Regions from separate parts of the Mus musculus genome. Here regions 2 and 3 are each linked to region 1. The links are chromatin contacts, called in public promoter capture Hi-C maps. All regions are on one chromosome and are shown on one strand. Each heading gives the region's core, a stretch centred on a gene start, on an enhancer-like site or on the middle of the called end of the contact. The rest is flanking DNA. Distances are from core to core; before and after follow the strand shown. Region 1 overlaps Srd5a1 (steroid 5 alpha-reductase 1). Region 2 has its middle 51 kb from the start of Tent4a. Region 3 overlaps Tent4a (terminal nucleotidyltransferase 4A).

What was found. Capture Hi-C pulls out chosen DNA fragments and counts their contacts.
Region 2: a promoter capture Hi-C map of liver shows a contact between it and region 1. The contact joins two enhancer-like sites. A contact is called at or near these places in 1 of 115 datasets of contacts at active chromatin or transcription factors (pancreatic cancer cells) and 2 of 9 other capture datasets (adipose tissue and liver).
Region 3: a promoter capture Hi-C map of liver shows a contact between it and region 1. The contact joins two enhancer-like sites. A contact is called at or near these places in 2 of 39 promoter capture datasets (cranial neural crest and maxillary cranial neural crest), 3 of 484 Hi-C or Micro-C datasets (CD4 T cells, centroblasts and muscle stem cells), 3 of 115 datasets of contacts at active chromatin or transcription factors (the HPC-7 cell line and embryonic stem cells) and 3 of 9 other capture datasets (adipose tissue, liver and pancreatic islet).

What each region holds. Positions count from the first base shown.
Region 1 is chr13:69,594,125-69,597,853 of GRCm38.p6, reverse strand. Srd5a1 (steroid 5 alpha-reductase 1) reads left to right here. Exons shown (of 5, transcript NM_175283.3): 3 at 2,837-2,938. Among named protein-coding and RNA genes, the nearest start is that of Srd5a1, 15 kb to the left of the region's middle. Within about 2 kb of position 1,688, at least 9 of the 459 cell types and tissues checked have an H3K27ac peak or open chromatin away from gene starts, as enhancers often do. A contact at or near this core is called in liver, where this site is marked.
Region 2 is chr13:69,480,588-69,484,316 of GRCm38.p6, reverse strand. No RefSeq gene overlaps it. Among named protein-coding and RNA genes, the nearest start is that of Tent4a, 51 kb to the left of the region's middle. Within about 2 kb of position 2,041, at least 69 of the 459 cell types and tissues checked have an H3K27ac peak or open chromatin away from gene starts, as enhancers often do. A contact at or near this core is called in liver, where this site is marked.
Region 3 is chr13:69,520,700-69,524,428 of GRCm38.p6, reverse strand. All of the region lies in intron 1 of Tent4a (terminal nucleotidyltransferase 4A), which reads left to right. Among named protein-coding and RNA genes, the nearest start is that of Tent4a, 11 kb to the left of the region's middle. Within about 2 kb of position 1,983, at least 33 of the 459 cell types and tissues checked have an H3K27ac peak or open chromatin away from gene starts, as enhancers often do. A contact at or near this core is called in liver, where this site is marked.

The DNA of each region.
Region 1 (3,729 bases), core at 439-2,938:
GGAAGGGAAGGAGAGAGGGGAACAGAACTGAGCTCCAAGAACCTGCCCCAACCCCCAGAGCCCAGTGCTCTGGGAACCCTCTCAGATGCATCCCGGAGGTTTGCTTCTTCCCCACAAAATGCTACATTTTCATCCCTGTGCTACACTTGTTACTCCATATTCTGAGTAGCAAGCAGTGGCCAAGCCACAGCCTGGATACTCTTGTCTTAAGATTCCTTCCACAGAGCAAGTGAGGCCACTTCTTTTGAATTCAGCCTCATTCCAGTTCTCAAGATGTCGGCAGAATGCTGCCAGTCTTTGCCACAATGTAGCATCATAAATGGCTTCTAGCCCAGTTCCTGATATTGTGTTCCCCTCTGGGATAGCATGAAGCAGGTCTCTACTATCTATGTTTCTCTTGGGAATCTGGACTTCTGAACTCCCAACAGGATAGGCCAGTAAGTTTTGCTTACATCTTTCTCCAGCTTCTCCAGCATGAAGTTCCAACTCCCACTGTGAGCCAGTTAGGAGTGTGGCGATCAAGGTTATCTTTGCACCACTATTTTTTTTTTTTTTTAATGTTTAGGATAGTGATTTTTTGGGTTTTTTTTTTTAGATTTATTTATTTATTATTTGTAAGTACACTGTAGCTGTCTTCAGACACTCCAGAAGAGGGCGTCAGATCTTGTTACAGATGGTTGTGAGCCACCATATGATTGCTGGTATTTGAACTCCAGACCTTCAGAAGAGCAGTCAGGTGCTCTTACCCACTGAGCCATCTCACCAGCCCCGGTTTTGTTTTTTGTTTTTTTTTTTTTAAGATTTATTTATATGAGTATACTGTAGCTATTTCCAAACACACCAGAAGAAAGCATCAGATCCCTTTACAGATGGTTGTGAACCACTATGTGGTTGCTGGGAATTGAACTCAGGACCTCTGGAAGAGCAGTTAACCCTCTTAACCACTCCAGCCCGCACCGTTGCTATCTTTGTAAATGCCTTCATTTTGCTCTTATATATAGCAATGCTGTACCCCTCCTTCAAAGTAGTTTTGATTGGTTATTTTTCTCCTCCCTGTAACAAAAATCACTATTTGAGAGGACAGCACACCCTGCTAGCATGACTGGTAGTAACTGGTCATGTTGTGTCAGCAGTTGGAAGGCAAAGGGCAGTGAACTCTGCTATCAGGCTGGCTTTCTCCTTTTATTTAATCCAGGACCCCAGGCTGTGGAACAGTGCCTCTTCTAACTCCATTAACCTGTGCACACTTGTCCAAATGTTTGTCTCCTCTGTGTCTGTGGACCCTATCAAGCTGACAATCAGTTTTTAACCATCTTAGATACATTTTTTTAAAGGCTTTAAAAATTCCACAAGTTAAATTCAGTGCATGTCTTGGATGAACACACATGCTAGTTTTCTCCCAATCTCCAGCATTGAGGAAAGCTGGTCTCTCAGAAGGGAAATGAGGTAAACCCAGGGTCTGGACTTTCCTTTATGCTTTCCTTTATGACTATTTAAGAGCCAAATCATGTAGATATAATATCCAAAATCCAAATATAAGAAGAACTAGTGAGTCCACTCTAGATACAGAAAGCCTTATCACAGCATTTGATATGTTTAGGAAAAAACATGTTATTTCCAGGATAAGGAAACCTAGGAGCCTATTCTGAAGGGTCTGTTTACTATGAGAGGGCACCCTGTGGCCTGGCAAATTGAACAGTTTCCTGAGGGCACACAGCGCTGATAACAGTTGCAACACCATTTGGCCTTCACATTTTTAATATTGCAGAAAAATCAGATTTGGCTTTTGATATCGGAGTAATTTTTTTTTATTGTTGTTGCTGTTATAAAGCAGAGTTTTGGCGTTTTACTTTCCCGGTGAAAATAGCTGGTGTGACACGTACACTTTCAGTGATGACCACTTCTGAGAGCCTCTTTCCTAACCTCCATGCAGGAGCAGACGTGAATGCATCTTCATTAAAGTCTCGCACGCCGCTCCCTAAAAAAGGAACACTCTTGATGGCTCTAAGAAACATCCCAGGGAAAGAGACCTCAGAGGTGCTGGGTGGGGGCCAGCGAGAGCCGTGTAGTTTGTAACCCCTGGGGATGGAAGCTAAGGGGATGAGTGGCCAAGTGACTGAGGAGAGCTGACTCGGGGGCTGGGAGCAGGTTAATGGGGTGAAAGCCAGGGACGTGCACTACAGATCCAGAAGGAAAAGGAAAGACGAGGAGCAGAGTCAACGATCCTAACCTCCATGCCTACTCCCCAGGGGTAAGGTGTGTAGCCAGTAAGCATGTGCCTCTCCTTATATGGAGGGGAAGCCTTGAGCATTTCCTCATGCAGTTTTCCAGAGGAAAAGGGGAGATAAACCTACTTGCAGGCTAGTTCCCTGTTCAGGTCATTCGTGCAGGCTATTTCCCCCATCCAGATCATACGTGCAGGCTATTTCCCCTGTCCAGGTCATACGTGCAGACTATTTCCCCTTTCCAAGTCATACGTGCAGGCTATTTCCCTCGTCCAGGTCATACGTGCAGGCTAGTGCCCCTGTCCAGGTCATACGTGCAGGCTAGTTCCCCTGACCAGGTCATAAGTCCTGTTTTCTGTTCCTGTCATGGTAAAAACACAGGTTGAGACCACGAATTAGGTCAGAGTGTTTTGGGTAGAATGGCTGTCCATAGCATGCTCAAGGAAGCAGCCTACTGCCACTGCTCGCACTGGTACATGTGGTGTTGCTGTGAGCCACTGCTCACACTCAGGCTGACATCAGTACAAAGGATCGAGGTGTGCTGTTCAGCTGAGCATGGCTTTCTTAAGTCTTGTCAGTTATTAACTATAATCATCTTGTTTATTCTTCAGGCTTTGCCCTGTGGTTAGTGGGCATGGTGATAAATATCCACTCAGACCACATCCTGCGGAATCTGAGAAAACCAGGGGAAACTGGATACAAAATACCCAGGGGTAAGCATGGAGGGAAACTGGATACAAAATACCCAGGGGTAAGCATGGAGGGAAACTGGATACAAAATACCCAGGGGTAAGCATGGAGGGAAACTGGATACAAAATACCCAGGGGTAAGCATGGAGTTGCTACACAGTTGCTTTGCACACTGCCCACTTGCCTTCCTTTCTCAGCTCTGCAAATTCACAGCCTCACCGGGCAGCATTTCCTACTGACTGAAAGTTTACATCGTGAACCACAGTTAGATCTGGCTTTTTGGAAGATGATTAAGGGGTGAAGGCTGTCAGTGTTTACAGGCAGGACAAGGAGGAGGACGTACAGGCCACTCTGGTACTTCTGGTCCAGCACTGTGATGGAATGGCTTCTTTTATCAAATCTCCATCTTTAAAAGCTATATAAAATATTGGATGAGATTTGTTGTTGTTGTTGTTGTTGTTGTTGTTGTTGTTGTTTAGAAAAACCTTAAAAAATACATTAAGTATACTGCCTGGAAAAGCAGTCATGTGCCAACAGCATCTGAGTGTGTGGAGGAGTTTGAAGAATAGGGTGTAACCGTGAATGACTGGTACCCCTTCCTCTTCACTTATAGCCCAAATCCATGGCCCTTGGTTCATCTGAGAAGCTCAGAGCTGTGGGTTATGTTCCCTATGGTCTAGGTGTGGTGCTTCCACTGGCCGTAAAGTCCTGGAGGCACCTGCCTTCACCACATCCATACAGCCCTCACTGCAGTGTCATGCCCAGAGGAAGGGATGTTCAGAAGTTGTGGGTCCCACGAGGAACTAGAACACTG
Region 2 (3,729 bases), core at 792-3,291, 110 kb after region 1:
AATGCTTTCCTCAAGACTTCCCTTCGTCTCCTTGGGTAGAGCTGCCCACCTGTTTCTGCCTTGCCCAGGGTGGCCCCACTTTTTAAAACAGCAGGTGGTCCCAGTCTAATTGATTAACCAAAGTCGGGGTCTAGTTGCTTGAATCGATGGCTTGATGTGTCTCCACATGGCTTGATGTGTCTCTGCATGGACAACACTAGAGTTTGGGGTTTGTCACATGGCAGAGCCCCTGGGGAGGGGATGAGGGTCCTTATGAATGGGTGGAGGGAGTGTTTCTGCTAGGCCATCCTGTGAGACCACATCGCCCTTCCTCTCTTTGCCCTGTGCCCTCATCCATGGGAAGATGCTGCTGAGAGAAGCAGCCATGAACACCACACTGCAGGTGCTCACCACTACTGAGCCTTGATCGTCAAGTGTTGTGTTGTTTATTAATTCTCCAGTCTGGGGGTAATTCGCTATAGTTACACAAAGGGTTGAAGTCAATGCTTTTGAGCTAGACAGTAAACACACTGACAGGTCAAACCAACAGGATGTCAAAGAAATGGGTCTGATTTTCAGCAAGAAGGTATTCTAATGAGAGACAAAGAAGGACACTTCCCAGGAAAGACTGTGCCCTGTGGAGGGATCCTGGCACATGTGTTCGTTAAGGTTTCCTGGCTTAGGTAGGGAGCAGGTCAAACTGATTCATCGAGGGCCCATCTCCATCTCTCCCTGTCACGGTGCAGACTGCTGACATCCACAACAGGGATGTGAGACACATGAAATGGTAGTCTTTTCTATCAAACACTGCACAACTTTTGTTCTTGTCAAGGAATTAAAATCTGTTACATTCTTCATCTTCTAAACCCTTTATGCAGACGTTTTAACCCTTACACCCTTTAAAAACATTTGTTTACACAAAGGTCCTGCTGCATTTTTGGAACTTAAGCTACTTACGTGGTCCGCCACTTCCCACTTCCCATAATTCCCTTTACAACCCTTTCTCTTCTTGAAACCCTTTAATTGGAGTGGCGGTCCTTCTGCAACCCTGAACTTATTTCTAATGATGACAAGGGACATTTTTTTATTCAGGTCACTTTGCAGCCTCTCACCATGAAGATATCTGTGTTTCCCATGGTCAGCCTGTGAGGACAGTGGATTTGTAAGAGAACAGGTGTCTACCAGAATGGCAGCGCATGACATGCACCTTAGATGGATTTGTTCTGGAATTCTCCCTTGATAATACTCTTCAATCCTTTATGCCTGTCTTATGGACAAGAATATCAAAGTATTAAGACTCATTAAAGTGCTGACTCACGCTACGGAGTGACATCTGTGTGGCAGATGATGTTCTGGAGGGCAGACGCCATGGCTCAGCAGCTGGGGACATTTGCTGCCAGGTCACATGATTTGAGTTGATGCCCAGGCGCCGACATAAAGGCGAGAACAGATTCCATGGAGCTCTCCTTTGACAGCTACATGGTTATCTTGTCATGAATGTCCAAGCTTACACACTTATAAACCCAGGGACCTCTCCCTTCTAAACTGACACCTCTTCCCACTACTTCGACACCTCCTCCCCTTAAAAATCCTTAAATGTAAGGAATTTCCGTTGTTCTACGTGCCCGTTAAATTTCCTATCCCAGCATCTCACCCGTGCATGAACTGTGGGCTTTAATTAATAAAAGGATCTCCACCTGAAATCTTCCTTAGCACCCGCACTTGATTTTTATTACTAAGAAAGAAAGAAAGAAAGAAAGAAAGAAAGAAAGAAAGAAAGAAAGAAAGAAAGAAAGAGAAAAAAAGAAAAAGAAAAGAAAAGAGGTGGCTGAAGATGGTGATGGCCACGCACCATTGCAGGAATAGGAATGGCTTGCGAGAGTGAGAATGGCCCAGATCCGCCTATAATGATTTTCGTCTGAGATGAATATTTAGTTGCGCTCGCAGCCTCGGAATGCTGGGAGTTTTTCACAGCACTTGGGAGGGAGCCAGAGCGCGCCTCTGCTGACAGACCTGAGAGCCTCTCTAAATTTATCCTGTTTCCTGCTGTGCTAGATCCAATTTGACTTTGAACTTTAAGAAAAAACGGTTCCGTGGGTTACATAACTGGCGGATGTGAGCCCAGAGGAGGTGACTGGAGCTTGGAAAAAGAAGGAAAAGGGTTTCTCTTGCTCCAAGGCAGGTGGTGCTGGCGACTGCGAGGCAGGGTGGAGGAGTGGGTGGCGGCCCCCCTCCCCCGCCCCCTTCCCGGCTTCCCTCTGAGTCAGGGCTTCTTTTCCTGTCTGCTCTGCACCCATTGCTTCATGGCTCTGCAGGGGCCTCGCAGATTAATCTGGGACAAATTTAAGATGTGAGCACTTTAAGGCTTTGCTGCAGTCTTCTCTCCATCTTGGCTGCTCGTTGGGCTCACCTGGGAGCTCCTGAGAATGAAGATGCGATTCGGGATCCCGTTACAGCGATTCGGATTTAATGAGGCTGGGGTGGGGCCTGGTGAGAAACAGGTTTCAAAGCTCTCTCTTGGCAGTTCTGATTTATGACGAGGTCTGTGCTCAGTTGATTGAAGGTGTTGCTTTCACAGACAACTCTTTTCATGAGGAAGAGAAACCCCACACGCCTTCCTTCTGACTCTAAATCCGGAGGCGCGAGTTCTCAGCACCTTCAAGAAACGTAGGTGCAATGCATCATGGTTTTAGGTGTCCTTTTGCCTTGAGCCACTGACTGGTGTTTCTAACACTGTTTAAAGCCACAAACACTTCCAAAATGACCCTTTAGCTTTGCGCTGTGTTGGAACCCAAACAGGATTGCTTCAGAGGGGTTTCTGAATCCCTAATAAAGTCATCTATCTGCGTTTCTTATTTGCCTTTTTGTTGAGTGTGTTATCCGGGAAAACTCGTTTGGCTTACTAATCAATCTCATTAGTAAAAGAATTAGAGACTTGGAAGGAAGCGCAGGAACAATTTTCTTAGAGTTTGAGAGCAGCAATAGTGGTCAGCAAGCAGCTGCAGCAAGCTACTGGGAACAGCAGGGCAGAGAAGAAGCTGTGTATAAATAGCCACAGGGTGGATGCCATAGTAGCTCAGCTGTTACAATGTCGCGGCATAGCGGCCTCAAGTGAACCGCTCAGGGCAGAATGCCATTTTGTTGGCTGTGTCTGTGAGGCATTTTCTTAATTGCTAATTGATGTCGGAGCCACTGTGGGTGGTACCACCCTGGGGCAGGTGATCCTGGGCTCTCCAAGCGGGATAGGTGAACGTGAACCTGGGGACAAGCCAGAGAACAGTATTCTTCTGTGGTGTCTTTTTCAAGCTTCTGGCCCGAGGTCTTGCTTTTGATTTCCTGTGTGATGGACTGTAACTTGTCAGCTAAGATAACCCCCTTTCTCACTAAGTTGTCACTGGTCACAGCAACTACAACAAAGGAGGAGCAGCCGTGTGGTGGCCAGTGTCAGAGGTATAGTTGGGGAGGGTGGAGGCGCCTGAGTAAAAGCACGGGAGCTGAGTAAAAGCACGGGAAAGGACGCTCAAGCTTTGGCCAGTGTCTGAAAGAATAAACAGGAAGAAGGAGAAAGAGAGCTTACAGGTTTCTGAGTAACTCAGACAAGTGTTAGATTCCGTTGCTACAGGTAGAAGTTCTCCTGGGACATCTGAAACTTTTCATTACTTTAAACCACTTTCTTATCTATTTAATGTTTACATGCTTTAAACCACGTTATTAGACCCTCAGAATTTACATTAATTTAAAACCGGATTT
Region 3 (3,729 bases), core at 734-3,233, 74 kb after region 1:
ATGGCACTGAGAGAAACAGTCCACCCACACACCACAACACAGCACAGGGCTGTCAGTGGAGCTCAGGCCTCGTGATTCCCTAGCTCACTCATTACCTAGGAACTAGGTAGAGGGACTTGCCAAAGAGGTGAGGTTGGTAGGAGCAATGCTTGTGAATTCCAGGCTCTGACTCCTCTGGAGAGAGGCCAGATGCTGCCAGAATTCTTTGCTTCTGAGGACAGGTCTTTGAACATCCCAGAGGAATGTGAGTGACACTTCTCACTAATCTAGCAGCAGCAGGACAGGGAGCTCTGTCCTACTTGAGAGGGGCTCTTCTCCTTTCTGTAAGACAGTTTATAGGTGACTCTTCAGAGCATTGATGCCTATCGTTTATTCACTGTTTCTTACATAAGGGTACCCCCTGCTGATGTAAACTTAAGGCTGTTCTGTCTCAGCCTCCCAGCTTCCAAGATTACAAACGTGAGCCATCATTTCTGGCACCAATTCTAAAATACTGATGAATCGGTAAAACTGGCTCATATTTTTAAAAGTGGAAGCTTTAAAGTATCTCAGTCCTATCACCCAGAAATCGCCAGGATAATTAGATGACCACAGCTGCAGATGGTATTCTCCAAGATCCTGGAGATAGTACTTGGAGCCACCAACAGAAAAACTCACTAGAATCATCTTCATGAAAACTCTAGTAAATTATTTATTTTGCTTCAGTAAGAAACGTGCAGTTTCAAATAGAAACCCGGGCTCCTGAGAGCGAGTGCTGTGGCTGAGAATGTAAACTGACAAAGCCCGAGTGCAGAAGGTCGTGCTAACAAGGCACCAACCGGTTTGCTCTCAGTTTATGGGCTGAGAAGTCCGCCCTTCTGCATCTTCCCTCCTGACTGAACATGAGGCGTTGCTGTGAGTTTGCTATTTTGTTGTGTGGTTTCATTCACTAGTATTTGTTGATTGAGCCCTTACTGAGCCAGTGTCGCAGGCGGTGTTTTCAGGAGGTTCATTGCTGGCCGTGCTGCTCCTCTGTGCTGTCCTGTGCTCTCAGTAGCTCTGCAGGGCCAGCCCTGCATCCCTGGGCTCTGGGTTGCTCTGCTCTGACCCTGTGTGTGTAGTTTTTGCCTGAGATGTGGTTTGGTTCTTCATACTGCATAGTGGCTGCTGCCAGTGTCTTTTTATGAAGGGACTGGATAGATGCATTTTTTGTAGAGTGGATAAGGGCTCTACTCCCTGAAGCCTGTTGTGGCCCTGTAGGGTTGCTTGGCTTTCTTCTCCCATGGCAGAACAGTGCCACCACCACCTGTCCTCCGAGACAGGACCTTGTCTCCTCTGGTCTGAAGATTGATACTAATTGCTGACCTGTCTAGACATCTCTGTCTAAGCTGGCCTCTTTGTGAGGCAGACTTTTCTGGACCTCAGATGCTTGTGCACTGCAGGCTGAAGTTGGCCTGCAGTCTAGGGGGAGGCTCTGTCAGGTCCTTGCTCCTGTGTTGCTGGCTTTGCCTTCCTGGGGTGACAAGTGTCTGAATGTCTGTCCATCTTTGGATGCTGCTTGCCTTGGCTCTGTCACTGACACCCAGCAGCTTCTTCCTGACTCCTGACTTTTCTCAACATTAGGGACACGCTCTGATTTTTTTTCTGTGGAACTGGCAGTGAGGTAGCTTTCTCTTCTGGGTTCACTGTTTTTGTGATACACTGTGTCCCTTATGCCATCCCTCTTACTCTACCTGTGCACAGCATATTTCCCCCCTGCTCATTTTAATACTCAATAAGTCTTAATACTGACTTGCTGTGGATATTTTCCTATGGAAGCAGCCGCCACCCCCAATCCATCTGCAGATCTGAAAGTCTGCCTGTTCCATGGGATGACTATTCTCTGGCCTTCTGGTACCAGATTGTGGGCAGCAGAGATTCAGGCTGAGCTAGGGCATTACCTTGTTGGGACCTGGACTCTGCTTTGAGTTGTTTCAGCTTTCCAGGGTCAGTGCTCTTGGCTTACCCCTGGGCTTCCTAGAAGGCCTTCTGGCCTCTTGTTTACAGTCAGCCCCTGGGGACAGGAGTGGCCCTGGGCTCCAGTGCTCAGTGCTGCTGTGTAGGGATGCTGCCTTCTCTCCAGGGTTTCCTTGCCTGGGGGCCTGCTGTTTCAATCCAGCTGCTGCTGCTGCTTCCTTTCTCAGCCTTAGCACCAGCTCCTTGGAAGGCAGTCCCTGACAACTGTCCTGTGCCACATGAAACCAGTTTGGATTTCTTCACTGTTTATTCATTTCCCCTAGCCCCAGGGAGGACCCTTCTAGTGTGAGCAAGGGCCTCAGTTTCTCCTGTCTGGCTCACTGGTCTGCAGAACGAGCCACACAGGAGTAAACTACTGGAGTATGCAGGTCACTTCTGCTTTCTCTACTGGTGTACTGAGAGAAACCTTTGCACCTGTTGGGTTATTTTCTCTCCCTCTGTCTTAATTCCTGCCTTTTCTTTCTATATTTTTGGTAAATTTCCACTGTTAGGGTCTCCCTTTTCTCATAAGGTCCTTTTTGTCATCTTGAGTGAGGGCAGAAACTACTGCCCTGGTCCCAGTTTCCGTATGTGGGGCTGTGTGCAGAGTGGTTGACAGTGGTACCAGGACTCTACTCAGTGGCCAGTGTCACACAGGAGAGGCCCAAGCACCTGTCACATGCAGGTGCAGCCGTGATGCTTCCTTCCAGTCTGAATGCAGCAGCAGAGCTCTCTGCATAGTGCCTGGGCTTGTGTCTCTAAGGAGGCTGAGTGGCTGGTCTGCTGAGAGGGAGGGAGTGGCTGTTCAGGGACTAAGTCATTGAGAATCACACACCCTCCATGTGGAAGGGTTTCCTAAGCAAGGAGGTATTTCTGAGCAAGATGGGTGTCTGTGTCTGAGTTTGTTGCTCATGGCATGAAGGGGATCTGGGATGTGTCCCTTATATCCAGTGCAAAGTGGCTCAGTCCTGCTCTCTGCTGCATTTCAGTATGCTCAGTGCCTAAGTACTGGCACTGCTTCATCTGGTCCAGCGCTTACCAGACTTCCCTCTATAGAGACCAAGGGGCTGTAGTAGGTAGCCATGTCAGAGGCATTGCTAGCACTGCGGCAGGAAGTGCGTACTCTAGTTAACGCTTTGTTCATGGCCTACCTGCTGTTGAGAAGTGATGCTCTTGCTTTGCCTGAAAGTGGCTTCTCGGTGCCCTTGGGGCTTGCTCTGCCTGGGGCATAGTCTTGAGTCTTGGAGCATGCACATAGAGCCTCTTAGAACCCCTCCCTCGTTAGGCTCTGGAAGGCTCTTAGACATCTATCTGTTCAGAGTCCAGATTGGTAATGTTGATCAGAAAGTTGAGGAGCCCTCCCTTTTTTTTTTTTTTTTTTGGTTTTTTCGAGACAGGGTTTCTCTGTATGGCCCTGGCTGTCCTGGAACTCACTCTGTAGACCAGGCTGGCCTCGAATTCAGAAATCGCCTGCCTCTGCCTCCCAAGTGCTGGGATTAAAGGCATGCGCCACCACGCTCGGCTCGAGCCCTCCCTCTCTTATCTTGTGTATTAACCTGTTGTAATTAGCTTTTACTGTAAACTTGACCAGACTGGTCAGTGGGCTTGTCTGTGGAGACTTGGCTTCTTGTTAATTATGTGAGAGGGACCCCACTCTGTACAAGACAAACACTGTTATCTGGGCAGGTGGTCCTGGGCTATATGAGAAGTCTACCTAAGCGTGAGCCTCAGTGAACCAGCAAGCACCATTCCCCT